2 separate regions of the Triticum aestivum genome follow, and region 1 is linked to region 2. Evidence: chromatin contacts called from public Hi-C data. All regions are on one chromosome and are shown on one strand. The core of a region is the stretch at or near the end of the contact, and the rest is flanking DNA. Distances in the headings are between cores, read along the strand shown. Region 1 holds the start of LOC123060423. Region 2 holds the start of LOC123060420 (probable galactinol--sucrose galactosyltransferase 2).

Region 1 (6,899 bases), core at 1,904-4,403, 210 kb after region 2:
GGAACGGAGCAGGTCAGAGGGGGTAGTCGCAGATCCGGCGAGAAGCGGCAGCGCTTTGAGCTCTTAAGGGCCGGGAGGCAGTGCACGGGCGCGAGGAAGAGCTTGGTGGTGTGGGAGGATTTGGATCGAGGCAAGGTGGAAGCTGCCGATTGGGGTGGTGCTGAAAACAAGGGAGAGTGGCCGCGGCCGAAAGGGAATGATGGGACAAGCCTCCTCAAATTTAGGGTTGGTCAAATATATATCTCAGGAAGATTAGGTTAGGGGCTATCTCGTCCCTCCGATCAAGATCAGACGGTCGGGAGAATAAACTAGGGAGTCCAAATGAGAAAATGGTGATGTTCTGTAGACGTTTGGGGATGATTCGGATCCAACGGTGACGACTCCCCGGGTCGGGTTCGGGACAACTTCCGGACGCGCGCGAGGGGTTCGATGCACTGCACAGAGAGGGTTTCGGGGCCTGGCAGTGATAGCGGACTATGCAGACGGACTAGAGAGGAAAGAGAGGGAAAACCCGGCAACAGTTTTCGGAGACCGAAAACGTCCGACGTTAGGCCGGCTATACTGCCGCTATAGTTATCCGTTGGGGCATCAAACGATCCCCGAATGCGATGAAACTTGATAGGTGGTCTATCTACACTATAATAAGACCACGTCAACTCTAATCCCATTCCGAGAACATTTTCTGGCCACTTATAAAATAATATTTCGGACATGCCACGGGCGGGTGCAAGTGTGTCTGGGCTCAGAACGGACAACAGAGAGAACTCGAAGACCCGGACGGATGCAAGTTTTCGAAAACATGCAGATGCAAAGCGGATGATGACATGGCAAGATGCAACACGCAAGCGAATGACAAGGCAACAACATCGAATAACTGGAAGACACCTAGCACATCGGTCTCGGGGCGTTACAGGGCGCGCCAAGGGGGGGGGGAATCCTACTCCTAGTAGGAGTAGGTTTCCCCCTTTCCTAGTCCAAGAAGGAGAAGAAGGGAAAGAGGAGAGAAGAGAAGGAAGGAGGGGGGCGTCCCCCTTCCCCTTATCCAATTTGGACTGGGCAAGGGGGGAGGGGCGCCATCTCTGGCCGGCCCTTTATCTTCTCCACCAAGGCCCATTGTGGCCCATTAATCCCCTGGGGGTTCCGGTAACCTCCCGGTACTCTGGAAAATACCCGATACACTTCGGAACCATTCCGGTGTCCGAAATAACCTTCCAATATATCAATCTTTATGTCTGGACCATTTCGAGACTCCTCGTCATGTCCATGATCTCATCCGGGACTTCGAACAACCTTTGGTACATCAAATCACATAACTCATAATACATATCGTCATCGAACGTTAAGCGTGCGGACCCTACGGGTTCGAGAACTATGTAGACATGACCGAGACACATTTCCGGTCAATAACAAATAACAGAACCTGGATGCTCATATTGGTTCCTACATATTCTACGAAGATCTTTATCGGTCAAACCGCATGACAACATACGTTGTTCCCTTTGTCATCGGTATGTTACTTGCCCGAGATTCGATCGTCGATATCATCATACCTAGTTCAGTCTCGTCACCGGCAAGTCTCTCATTCCGTAATGCATCATCCCATGACTAACTCATTAGTCACATTGCTTGCAAGGCTCATAGTGATGTGCATTACCGAGAGGGCCCAGAGATACCTCTTTGATACACGGAGTGACAAATGCTAATCTCGATCTATGTCAACTCAACAAACACCATTGGAGACACTTGTAGAGCATCTTTATAATCACCCAGTTACGTTGTGACGTTTGATAGCACACAAGGTGTTCCTCCGGTATTCGGGAGTTGCATAATCTCATAGTCAGAGGAACATGTACAAGTCATGAGGAAAGCAATAGCAATAAAACTAAATGATCATTATGCTAAGCTAACGGATGGGTCTTGTCCATCACATCATTCTCTAATGATGTGATCCCGTTCATCAAATGACAACACATGTCTATGGCTAAGAAACTTAACCATCTTTGATTAACGAGCTAGTCAAGTAGAGGCATACTAGGGACACTCTATTTTGTCTATGTATTCACACATGTACTAAGTTTTCGGTTAATACAATTCTAGCATGAATAATAAATATTTATCATGATATAAGGAAATATAAATAAGAACTTTATTATTGCCTCTAGGGCATATTTCCTTCAGAAAAACTACAGTGTACCACCCCGCGACAATCCACGCTGCTATCAATGGTTGGGACGATGTACAGAGAAGCAGTGGAGAGAAGAGAGAGGGACGACCACCTCCATCCAACTTGTTGATGCTGCCGTAACGGTGCCCTCTGCCCAACCCCTTTGGCCATGAGGATGTCGGGGGTAGCCGTGAGGATGTGCGCGCCGGGGATGCGCCGGAGGTCGGGAGGGTCGTGAGGATGTGGGCGATGACACGGAGGCCGAGGCGGTCCATGGAAGGTGGGTGGCCGGGATGAGCCGGAGGCCAGTGTCGGCGTGGTAGGCGGGAAGATGAAGGTGGGGGACGGGGATGAGATGGATGCGGCAGCCGCCAACACTATCTGGTTCAAGGAGTCGGGGCTAGACCTAACCACCTTGTGGATGCTAGTTTTAAAATTTTCGCTAGCCCTTTATTACTTTCTTAATTATTGAATTATTAGTTATTATTAATAAAAAGATTGGTCATTTTCGCATTTTTTTAAACATCAATACAGACACAAGCGCTCATATACATACGCATACACTCATCCCTATGAACACACACACGCACGCCCTACCCATATGAGCACCTCCAAAAGACTAAGCCGTCATATCATCTTGAATGCGCATCGCCGGAAATCCTGAAATAAATCCAGGAATAAATGCGAGCATCAGGATTTGACCCCTGGTGGGTTGGAGATACCACAGTCCCTCTAACCATCCAACCACATATTGGTTCGCGGCCATTTTCGCATTCAACATTTGTGTAATGTACGCTGTACAATTTTAGAATACAGATTGAGCTGTACCCCAGGCCCTCAGGCCCAGGGCGTGGAATGTTTTTCTTCTACCTACCTATAGGCTTTGTACTGGGCCGGGATGCAGCAGCCCAACACGGCCTAGGCCCCAGGCACAGAGGGCCCAGTCAACATGTCGACCTAGGTACGCACGGACGCACCGTCTCGCAGGCTTGCAGCAGTCTGGTTGCGCCGCCCTCTGCGACCTAGCTGCCTAGTTGTGGACGTCCGCCGTCCGTTCCCCTCCCGGCCTCCCTTGCCCGCCGGCGTTTCGCCTCGCGCCGGCCGCCGCGCTGCTCCGGCCGGGTGCCGCCGCGCCGCCCTACCTTCTCCGGGCTCTCCCCCGCCCAGGGGGCCAGGACTGCCCCCGCCCCTGCCTCTGCCTACTACTACTTGCTTGCTAGGGCCAGTGCCAGCCGGCCAGGTTGCTGGGTAATTTTCTCACGCAATTTCAGTTTTAGCATGTGTATGATTAGATATGTGGAAAACTGCCACAACCAGTAACCACACTGGAAGAACCAGTTATGTCATTATGTGTCTATGTGTATCAGTGTATGCAGAAGAAAATTGAGTTGAAAATAAAACTGAAGATGAGAGATCTTTTTCGCCGGTTTTGTGTAGTTATGGGAGGCACAGCTAAAGCAACAGTTGATTTGGTACTTTTTTGTATCCAACGTACTATTATCTGTACTTTGACATTTTTTTACCTATTCCTAGGTCGTTAAGCTTCGAGTTAAAATTCATGATTTATTTGGCTATTAGGCTTTATTTCGTATGTTTTCGCATGGGGCATATTTTTTGAAATGTTATGTGATGTATTTCTTGGATGGGTTTGCTTTTGGCTCCGCCACTGCACAGTAGCGCGGACACTTCCTGATTTTTTCTCTGAAACCTAAACGCGAGAGGTCATAGCAGTTACTAATTTCTTTCCAGGAATGCTGTGCTCCGATCGTTCAATAGGTTGAAAATCCACTAGCTTATAGACTATGAAGCTGCGATCTGTAACCAAAAATACTTCAATAGGTTGAAAATTTAATTGCTTCGATCTTGATCTTCAGTAGAGGACAGTGTGATATTTTTGCGTTACAAGGGTATCAGTTGAGATGTTTTTAGCTAAATGAGTAATGTTTAGATTTGTATTAGATTATTAGAAAAGTAGCAAGAAAATGTTTTCAGTAGACCTGAGATGCTCAGCTAGTTTGCTTGCTGAAACATTGACTCTTTAAATAAGACTTGCTGGTGCCTTGTGCCCAGCTGATGGGTTACAGGGTTAGTTGCCTCTTGTATATTAAGAAAAGTGTTCTATTTTACATAAAAAAAAGTGTTCTGTTTTGTAAGTCATGCTTGCAGCAGTACTTTTTTATATTTCCCTAATTACACAATTTCAGGGCATGCCATTGCACTAGTATTTTGTAGAGTGAAAAGGATTTTGCCGTGATATCCAATTAGGCTATTAAATGACCAGGACATCAGAGAACAGAGCCACATATATACTCATATCACATTACCATTGTACTATTGTACCAAATACGTGTGCCTGAAGCAGGTTGAGGTTCTTTCATATCCTGATGCTTATCGATCTATTCCATTGTGATTGCCATATGTTAATTTTAGCTACTTTTGTTCCGTTGTTAACAGTTAACACTAACTATCGTATCTATTACTCCCTCTGACCTTAGTTCAGAACTGCAACACTTATTTTGGATCGGAGGGAGTATATGTTTTCTAGTTATTATTTTAAATACTCCCTCCTTCCATCTATATAGGGCCTAATGCGTTTTTTGAGGCTAACTTTGACCAAATGTTAGAGCAATAATATATAACATGCAACTTACACAAAGCACATCATCAAATTCGTACGTGAAAGGACCTTTCAATGATATAGTTTTCACATTATGCATGTCATGTACTATTAATCTTGTCAATAGTCAAAGGCGGTCTTGAAAAACGCATTAGGCCCTATATAAATGGAAGGAGGGAGTAGGACATTCAGCTTGGGGTATTTTGAGATATGTTTTATTAGAGACAAGATCTGATACTTCACAACACATTTTGTTTGTGTGTTTTCAGCACTTTGTTGCTTCTATGATGCAACATGCTAGAAACCGGAACCTTTAAATTATGTGTGTTATTTTGCTTATGAATGTATGGTATGTAGATGATTGTATTCTGAAGTGATTTACTTATATTTGGAAAATGAATTGGCATTGTTTTGCAGTTTTGTCATGGACTCTAACATGAAGCAGCTTCAAGAGGCTCTGGTTGACATTGAAACTGATGCAGAGCAACTTCTTCTGGCTAGGCATGAGGTGTGTATGGGTTGCAATTTATTCTGTTATTTTTGTCATATATCAATGCTGATATCTTATAGTTTGTTCTTGTGTGAGCATCAGCTTGTGCAAAATGACAAGATGAGGAATGCTAACAGGGAGGCGTTGACAGCCCTCCGGAAAAGAGCCAGGACAACCAAAAGTAGTGTTCCATCTCCCTTTGACGTCGTAATGAAAGAAATGGAAGGAACCTCAGGCAAGCAGCTGGTAAAGGAGATATGCTCGACATGTGGAAACCACGACCCCAAGGAACATACCTGGCTAATGTTTCCAGGATCAGATATTTTTGCCCGTGTTCCGTTTCATGCAACACACACTATTCTGGAAGAAGGTACCTTTTTTTCATATGGATCTATGAATTCGGTGCATTTTGTTCCTGTTAAAGTAGGTTTGATGCATGCAAAGCCTCAAAATCCAGGAGGGTTTATTTCAAGTCTACTCAAAAGTCTGTTGAATTGCTCCTGTTCACCGCATGAATTCCTTATACCTGGTGAAAAGTAGTGATCTGATTCCGTAATTGTGTCATAGTTGCGACATTTTCTTTGCATGCAAACTTTTAAAGTAACTGTTACAGAAGGTCAGGGTTAGCAAGCTTAGACCGTTACTAATGATTATGCAATTCCTTATCGCATTTCTTCACAATGTTGCAGATCAAGAACGCCTGGACTTCGACACCAAGAAGCTGCAAAGCTTTGTGAAGGAGAAGTCATTTCTGATCTCCGAGAAAGGCGCCCTTGCTGACAAGATCAGCCCTGGAATCGTGAAATCCCTCGTGAGCCTCACAGATAAACCCAAGTAGCTAGGCACATTACAGGAGGCAAAGGCAGCTCGCCTAACTGCCGAGTAGTCCCTATGAAAATTCACACCTCAACTGTTCGATGCGTTCAGCAACTGAAATGTTGTTTCTGGAAACATGTGATATTACTCAGTGATATTGATTCTACTGCAGTACAACTGAAATGTCCCGTTCACTTTGCTCACAAGTGCAGTGCAGCACAGGACAGGACGACAGCATCATTGGTAAGGCAAACGAATTACATGATTCCGAAGAACTCCGGCGCGAGGCAGAGTCACAGGAGAAAGGGCTTCCGGTAGATGTCGAACATCTCTGAAGAGCAGAGCTGAGGCTCCTGCACGGCGCTGGAAGTGATCATCTTGCGGACGAAGGAGCCGATCCTCCCGGGGAGGCGGCGGCCGGTCCCCTGGCTGTCGCGGATCGTCGCCCTCATCGCACTCAGCAGCCGCCCGTAGGTCGTCCCCGGCTCGGACTCCACGGCCCTGATGAAGCTGTCCGTCATGGCGCCGATGGCAGCGGTATCGGAGAACCCCTGGACGCTCGACTCCGATGACTTCTGGTCGTCGTTGCAGCCGCTGATGGAGATGGCGAGGCCTCCGTTGGTGCCTTTCGGCTTACCCGGACGGACGTGGTTCTCCCACTGCCAGTACCCGGTCCTTGGATGGATCACAGCAAAGATTCACTCACTCGTCGTCAAGATCAGTAGATCAGTCACAGCACGGTCTGGAAGAAACGTTGCGGGTGCACGTAGTAGGCACGTAGTACGTACCTGGAGAGGCGGCAGAGGTAGCGG
Region 2 (6,973 bases), core at 3,331-5,830:
CAAAGGACGGCGGCTCTCTCTTCCTCACCTACTTCCCTTCCCTTCCTTTCCACCACCAGAATATCATCGATGTATGAACTGAGTTGAATTGTTGAGAGTATAATAGATCGATCTGGTACCCTAACAAGCTAGCACCCGTAGTTATTCCCCTTCCTGTTGGAAGGGTTTTTCACGTTAAAATCTTGTGTCCCCTGCTTGTTCTTTGTTCTTCGTAGAGTTGATTTGCTTGTCGTATCTCTAGCAACGAATACATTGATAGTTAAAAAGTACATGATATTATGTACTCCCTCTGTCTAAATGCATAGTGTGAGAAACACTCTTATATTATGAGACAAAGAAAGTAGTACACTTTTCTCACCACCCCTCGTCGGCCAACAACATAGTATAAAAACGCATGCGTTTTATATGTCACTAATCGGATTGGTCGATCGTTCCATAGCCTCTACGGACTACGTACATGCGCAGATAAAAACACAACAGCGTTCAATCAGTCAACACCGGCGCCTATGAGCCTCGGAAATGCAAGAGCGACCTACTGTTCGCTTGTGTGCATGCCTTCCAACGCAAGAGTCCGTTGTTCATCCGTGGAATCTGGACACTCATCCCGTAGCCACTTGCGCAGCCAAACAATGTCCCCGATCGGAGTACGTACAAATTACTGGTCTGGTGGACATGGACAGCCGGTTAAAGCGTAGCCTGCGCAGCCGCCGCCTACCTAGGCTGATTAGGTTGCTCCTGCCGCCACATGCATCTTCTCCACCGGTTCATCGTCGCCTTCCTCTTCTTCTGTCGGCTCCGTTGGTGTGAGAGAGTGCGGGTAACAGGCTAACAGCATGGTCAGTAACCAACAGCCGACCATATGAAATGATCGCGTTATATATAGCAAACCTGATAGCTCATTAATATAATACTTAGTCGTGGTTTATCTTTTTCTCCCACAAAGTGTGTTGGAGTATGTGCTACAGCCGGCTGTCATCTTTCATTTTGCTTCTCTTCTCTCTTTTTTTTCTCTTCAGCTAGGCAAATATCTGATGTGACGTCTCTTATAGACAAAAATCATTCTATTCTATTGTACTACTTGTTCTAGGCAAAAAAAACATTATTTTGGGGAAATACCCTTTGTCTCTCATGTGTAGTCAAGGCATCTCTAAGGTGTACCTTCAAATCTCCCGTGTATGTCCGGACCACTTTTGCCACCCAACCGAGTCCTTAAAGTGTCTACCAACCAGTCCGAAATCTGGTATATTGGAAGCAAATTTGTGGCAAGTTTGGGAGCATTCTGACATCATCAATGAAAAGCAACCACGTGGTCATCCTCTCTTTCTCACTCCTCTCAATCGCACATATCCAACCAAAAGCAACAACATGCATGATCTCCCTCTCTCTCTCTCTCTTTCTCTCTCCTCCCAACGGACAAATAAGGATTATTAGTGAATAAGCGTTCGATGGCTCTCTCTCGCACCATCGTTGGCAGACTTGTCTCCACCGGTTCGTGGACGGATACGGTGTCCGATTTAGGGGGTCTGAGTTGAACATGCCCTTACATCCTATATGAAAAAAATTTAAATCAAGAGAAGGTGAAAAAATCAGAAATAAACTTGACCTTCGGTTGTACTTGTATTAAAAGTTTTGCTAAGAAAAAACTCCTGACGACTTCAAGGCGAGAACATAAAATTTTGAGGATAGAAAATGTGAATACAAGCGTGTATATAGTGTTGATTTTTTTTCTCACCGAGAATACCGCGGAAGTCATTCCTCAGTGATTTTTTATGCAAATAAAACATATGGTCAAATTTGCTTCTCAAAAAAGTCATTCATCGGCTTCTTATACTGCTCTGATGACACGTGAGATGCTGAAACCCACTATGAGATCACATGAACATATATATCACTGATGCCCGTCGCTTCTCCTCCGGCTTCAGTGGTGTGTGCACCCTGGATCTGCCGACGAGATCAGGTGAACATTTTTTCCTTTCCCTCAGTGCCCAACACATTGATGCGTGTGGCGGCAGGGGGGGGGGGGGGGCTTTGTTGGGCTAATGGTGCTTCGTCTTCGTTTTTGGGTCGTCGATCCTTCGGGATCAATGTAGTCGAGACTTCACAGCAGAGATCAGTGATTTACCGGCTGCCTGTGTGGATACACGTTTATTGTTCCAGTGATGGCGCAAAACTCCAGCGGCAGCAAACTTCAGCGCATCCTCGGCATGTACCAGATGAAGGATAACCTGAGGAGTCAATTATATTTCCATTTCCTTTTGGATATTTCTTATAATGCTGATGTTTGATTAATACATGGGTACAACTCATTTATAGAAGAAAAAAAATCTAGCAATTATTTTGATTTCGGAGTGGTAAAGCGTCTGCATCTTTTTTAGGAAAAAACACCATTTTGTAGTACGTGAGAAAACCCATTGTAGGTTTTACCACATGCTTTTGTTCTTTGGTAATATTTTATTGAATTGTTATGATATTTACCAAAATGTCACAGTTGCTTTCACAACTTTTTTGAGAGATTTCATTTTCATTGAAGAGAAGCGTCTCATTTTGTCGTTTTGGCCGTTTTTTCCAATCACATATTCCACTAGACTTGTCGTTGTTTCTTGATGTTCCTTTTCCTCTACTAGTCAATATGTACGTGCAATGCACGTTAATTTGAAAGTATATTAAGTGTATCCGGATATTAAGTAAGATATTACTTGCGTGTTATTATATGATTAGCACTATATTTGGCATGAAATTAACTGCACGCTAAACGTGTTGAGCGCTCGACACTAAAACAGTCTAAGTCGTTGGATTGACATGATTTGATGGTTGAGATTAATTGGATCTGCCCCTTTGAGTCTTTTTATATTGGTATAGGTGAATTTGTTGAAAGATTAAATATTTTGGTTATTTTGTGATCTCGGCAAAATTATCTTTTCTTGGAGTGAGACATGCGAATAAAAAAAAATCTTTGAACCCTCATGAAATGACTTATCTATACCAATATAAAAAGACCCAAAGGGGCAGATCCAACTGATCCCAGTCATCGAACTAAGTTAATCCAACGACCTAGACTGCTCCAATGGCGAGCGTTAAACGTATTTAACGTGCAATTAATATCATACCAGATATCACACTAATCACAGGATTAACACACAAATAATAGCAGACCTAAAATCCATGTGCAATTAATATATTGCCTAAATATTTAACGTGCATTGCACGTGCGCATTTACTAGTATAAATACAAACTCAATAACTGTCAAAAAACAATATTTTGCTGATCTTACGATTTGATGTTTGTCATGAAACATGCGAATAAAAGATCTTTGAACCCTCATGAAATGATGTGTATAAATACAAACTCAATAATTATCAAAAAAATAATGATTTGTTGATCTTATGATTTTAATGCTTGTCGTGAAACAATGCGGAGAGAGGGGTGGTGCTCGAAGCACTCTCTTAGGCGATGATTGATCGATGGTGATGCGGTGGCTTTACCTAGGTCCAAGCCCCTGTATGGGTAATAGCTCTTGCCTATCTATCTTTATTGTTGAATATAGAGGATTACAATGGCATTTTCGTATCTACTGAGCTAGGGTGTGGGAATAAGCTCCCAAGTATCTTCTGCCCCATGAGGGAGCTTGTGCCGCCCTTATGTAACCGACCCTAGGTTGATAGTTCAATACCGATCTTCAAAAGATATGATATAACCAAGTGATCATGCAGTAATGAGGTGCAAATCTCCCATCAACCATAAAATCCCTAAAGTAGGTCCCCTAGCCCTTACCCCTTACGAGAGTCTATTGTGATGGAGTGTGGTGCGGAACACGAAAGCCCTTAGACACCTAGGCCGGTAATAAGGTTTATATGCCCTTGTGCCGCCTCTCTCTTCGAGTGAGGATCCCTACTCACCGACAAAGATGCTAACTATGTACTTCCTTTGTTCCAAATTACTCGTCGGAAAAATGGATGTATTTAGAACTAAAATACATCTAGATACATCCATACATGCAACAAGTAATTTGGAACGGAGGGAGTACCATGCACTCTGATCATCATATGGTTTTTAATCTGTAAAAACACATGCCGTAGACATATCTACCGTAAAATGTTAGGAGGGCACACAAACAAGGAATAAAAATAGATATATGCTTTCAACAAAATATACAAATGATCCGATTTTTCAAAACTATAAACATAAACATTCTCTTTTCGGGGGAAAGATGTAAATATTTCTAGATAATTTTCTTGAGGCGTCATCCGCCCTCGAATGATTGGGCCAATCTTCAGTGGAAAATCTGGAACACGAAAATTGAAATGCTTGAGCAGCACCAAAAAAAAGATATGGACGTCGGGAGCCAAGAGAGGGATAATGTTCCGAGACCAAGACTGTCCGTGTCATTTGTTCCGCTCGGCCGGCAACAGGAAACACACAAGCAACAACCCAGGCGTAGCATAGTTTACACAATTAACTTTCTTCCAAGAAAGATATACATCGAACTGGGACACGTCAGATCGTCCACGATATCGTAGCAGCTGGACCATACCGTGCAATCTTCCACACAAAGAAACGGAGACCTCACCGGAAAAGGCGTAATTTTAGGCGTACAGAGTCGAAGAAACATGTGAATTCTCCAGCGACTGGGCTTCTTCCCCGAATGGGAATGGGCCGCGTGTGGATGTCGTGTCGCCGGCCACGCACGTCTCGCCCTCCTCCCGACCGACTATATAAACCCCTCCTCTCCCCATCGCCTCCCTCCCTCCCTTCATCTCCCTCTCCGGCGAGGGCACCGCACCATCTTATCATATCATTAGATTAGTGCTACTAGTTTCAATTACCCGCACGCAAAGCTCTCCCTATCACTCTTATCATATACCATCGTCCGGTATCTATCGAAGCAAGGTACGCGTTCTCCTTGATTGGTCAGCATCTCTATCTGTGAATGATTCGTCTGAATTTTGCTTTGGTCGTTTGCTGGATGCTGACGCCGGCCGTTTCAGCTTGCTGTTCTTGTGCTGCAGAAGGGGCGGTCCTTTGAATTTGGTTATCCGAGATGACGGTGACACCGCAAATCACGGTGAGCGACGGGAGGCTGGAGGTCCGCGGCCGGACGGTGCTCTCCGGCGTGCCGGACAACATCACCGCAGCGCATGCTGCCGGGGCCGGGCTCGTCGACGGGGCCTTCGTGGGTGCCACGGCCGGCGAGGCCAAGAGCCACCACGTCTTCACCTTCGGGACTCTCCGGTCAGTATTCTTTGTCCGTGTCTGTTGAGGAAAAGAGATAGTGGTGGATAAATGCGGGGAAGGTGGATGAACACCTGGGCAAACTCTGGAATGCACCATGGATTTCTGACCTTTTTTTTTCTCCTATCAATTGTTTTTTGAGGATTTCTGTCAAATTTTAGGAAGTTGATTTCTGAGCAGTTCCAGTTTTCATTAGTTCATTTCTTCTAAAAAAACCATACTCCAGTTTTCTTTATGAATTTTGTTACAGCAGTTTATTTTTGGCATAGCTTTTCGACTGAGGTTAATTTACATTTCGCTGGAAAAATTGTTGATGCTGCAGCGATTGCCGGTTCATGTGCCTGTTCCGGTTCAAGCTGTGGTGGATGACGCAGCGGATGGGCACCTCCGGCCGCGACGTCCCGCTGGAGACCCAATTCATCCTCATCGAGGTCCCTGCCGCCGCCGGCAACGACGACGGCGACAGCGAGCCGGTGTACCTGGTGATGCTGCCGCTGCTGGAGGGGCAGTTCCGCACGGTGCTCCAGGGCAACGACCAAGACCAGCTCCATATCTGCATCGAGAGCGGTAATGATCAGGAGCTCTTTTTTGTCACCAGATTAGTTGATGTGTGGTTGTGTTTGCACTGGAGCCGTTGCTGAATTCAGTTGTGTGTGTGGGTGAGAGCAGGGGACAAAGCGGTGCAGACGGAGCAGGGCATGAACAGTTTGTACATCCACGCCGGCACCAACCCCTTCGACACCATCACCCAGGCCGTCAAGTACATACGTCCTCCTCTTCTTCCTCCGTCTCTGACTCAAATCAAAATCTAAACTGACACGTTAAAATGTTCCTTATCTGGAATGCAGGGCCGTTGAGAAGCACATGCAGACATTCCACCACAGGGAGAAGAAAAAGGTCCGTACAATTTCTATCATGTTCAACCAGATTGATTTGGACGCGTCCGTGGACGTTTGAGGACCGAATTTGATGTATGCGGTTTTAGATGCTCTGAGTCCACCGCTTGTATCTGATTGGTTTGTGTGCTTGGGGATTGGCCTATGCAGCTGCCGTCGTTTGTGGACTGGTTCGGGTGGTGCACGTGGGACGCCTTCTACACGGACGTGACGGCCGACGGTGTCAAGCAGGGCCTCCGCAGCCTGGCGGAGGGCGGCGTGCCACCGCGGTTCCTCATCATCGACGACGGCTGGCAGCAGATCGGCAGCGAGAACAAGGAGGACCCCGGCGTCGCCGTCCAGGAAGGGGCGCAGTTCGCGAGCAGGCTCACCGGCATCAAGGAGAACACCAAGTTCCAGAGCGAGCATGACCAGGACGACACCCCGGGGCTGAAGCGGCTGGTGGAGGAGACCAAGAAGGGGCACGGCGTCAAGAGCGTCTACGTCTGGCACGCCATGGCCGGCTACTGGGGCGGCGTCAAGCCGTCGGCGGCCGGGATGGAGCACTACGAGTCCGCGCTGGCCTACCCGGTGCAGTCGCCGGGCGTCACCGGCAACCAGCCGGACATCGTCATGGACTCGCTCTCCGTGCTCGGCCTCGGCCTCGTGCACCCGCGCAAGGTCTACAACTTCTACGACGAGCTCCACGCCTACCTGGCCGCCTGCGGCGTCGACGGCGTCAAGGTGGACGTGCAGAACATCGTGGAGACCCTCGGTGCCGGGCACGGCGGCCGCGTCGCGCTCACCCGCGCCTACCACCGCGCGCTCGAGGCCTCCGTCGCCCGCAACTTCCCGGATAATGGTTGTA

Evidence for each region. A called contact is a pair of places that touch in the nucleus more often than the background predicts.
Region 1: a Hi-C map of leaf shows a contact between it and region 2, with 4 times the contacts expected there. The contact joins the promoter of LOC123060423 here to the promoter of LOC123060420 in region 2. A contact is called at or near these places in 2 of 5 Hi-C or Micro-C datasets (both in leaf).

What each region holds. Positions count from the first base shown.
Region 1 is chr3A:82,077,550-82,084,448 of IWGSC CS RefSeq v2.1, forward strand. It overlaps LOC123060423, which reads left to right and starts at 3,154. Exons shown (of 4, transcript XM_044483139.1): 1 at 3,154-3,404; 2 at 5,199-5,289; 3 at 5,374-5,641; 4 at 5,961-6,281. The coding sequence starts at 5,206. The coding sequence ends at 6,109. LOC123060422 (metacaspase-1) reads right to left here. Exons shown (of 5, transcript XM_044483135.1): 4 at 6,876-6,899; 5 at 6,162-6,762. The coding sequence ends at 6,381.
Region 2 is chr3A:81,862,856-81,869,828 of IWGSC CS RefSeq v2.1, forward strand. LOC123060420 (probable galactinol--sucrose galactosyltransferase 2) reads left to right here and starts at 4,581. Exons shown (of 8, transcript XM_044483133.1): 1 at 4,581-4,888; 2 at 4,987-5,230; 3 at 5,553-5,797; 4 at 5,900-5,990; 5 at 6,079-6,127; 6 at 6,277-6,973. The coding sequence starts at 5,040.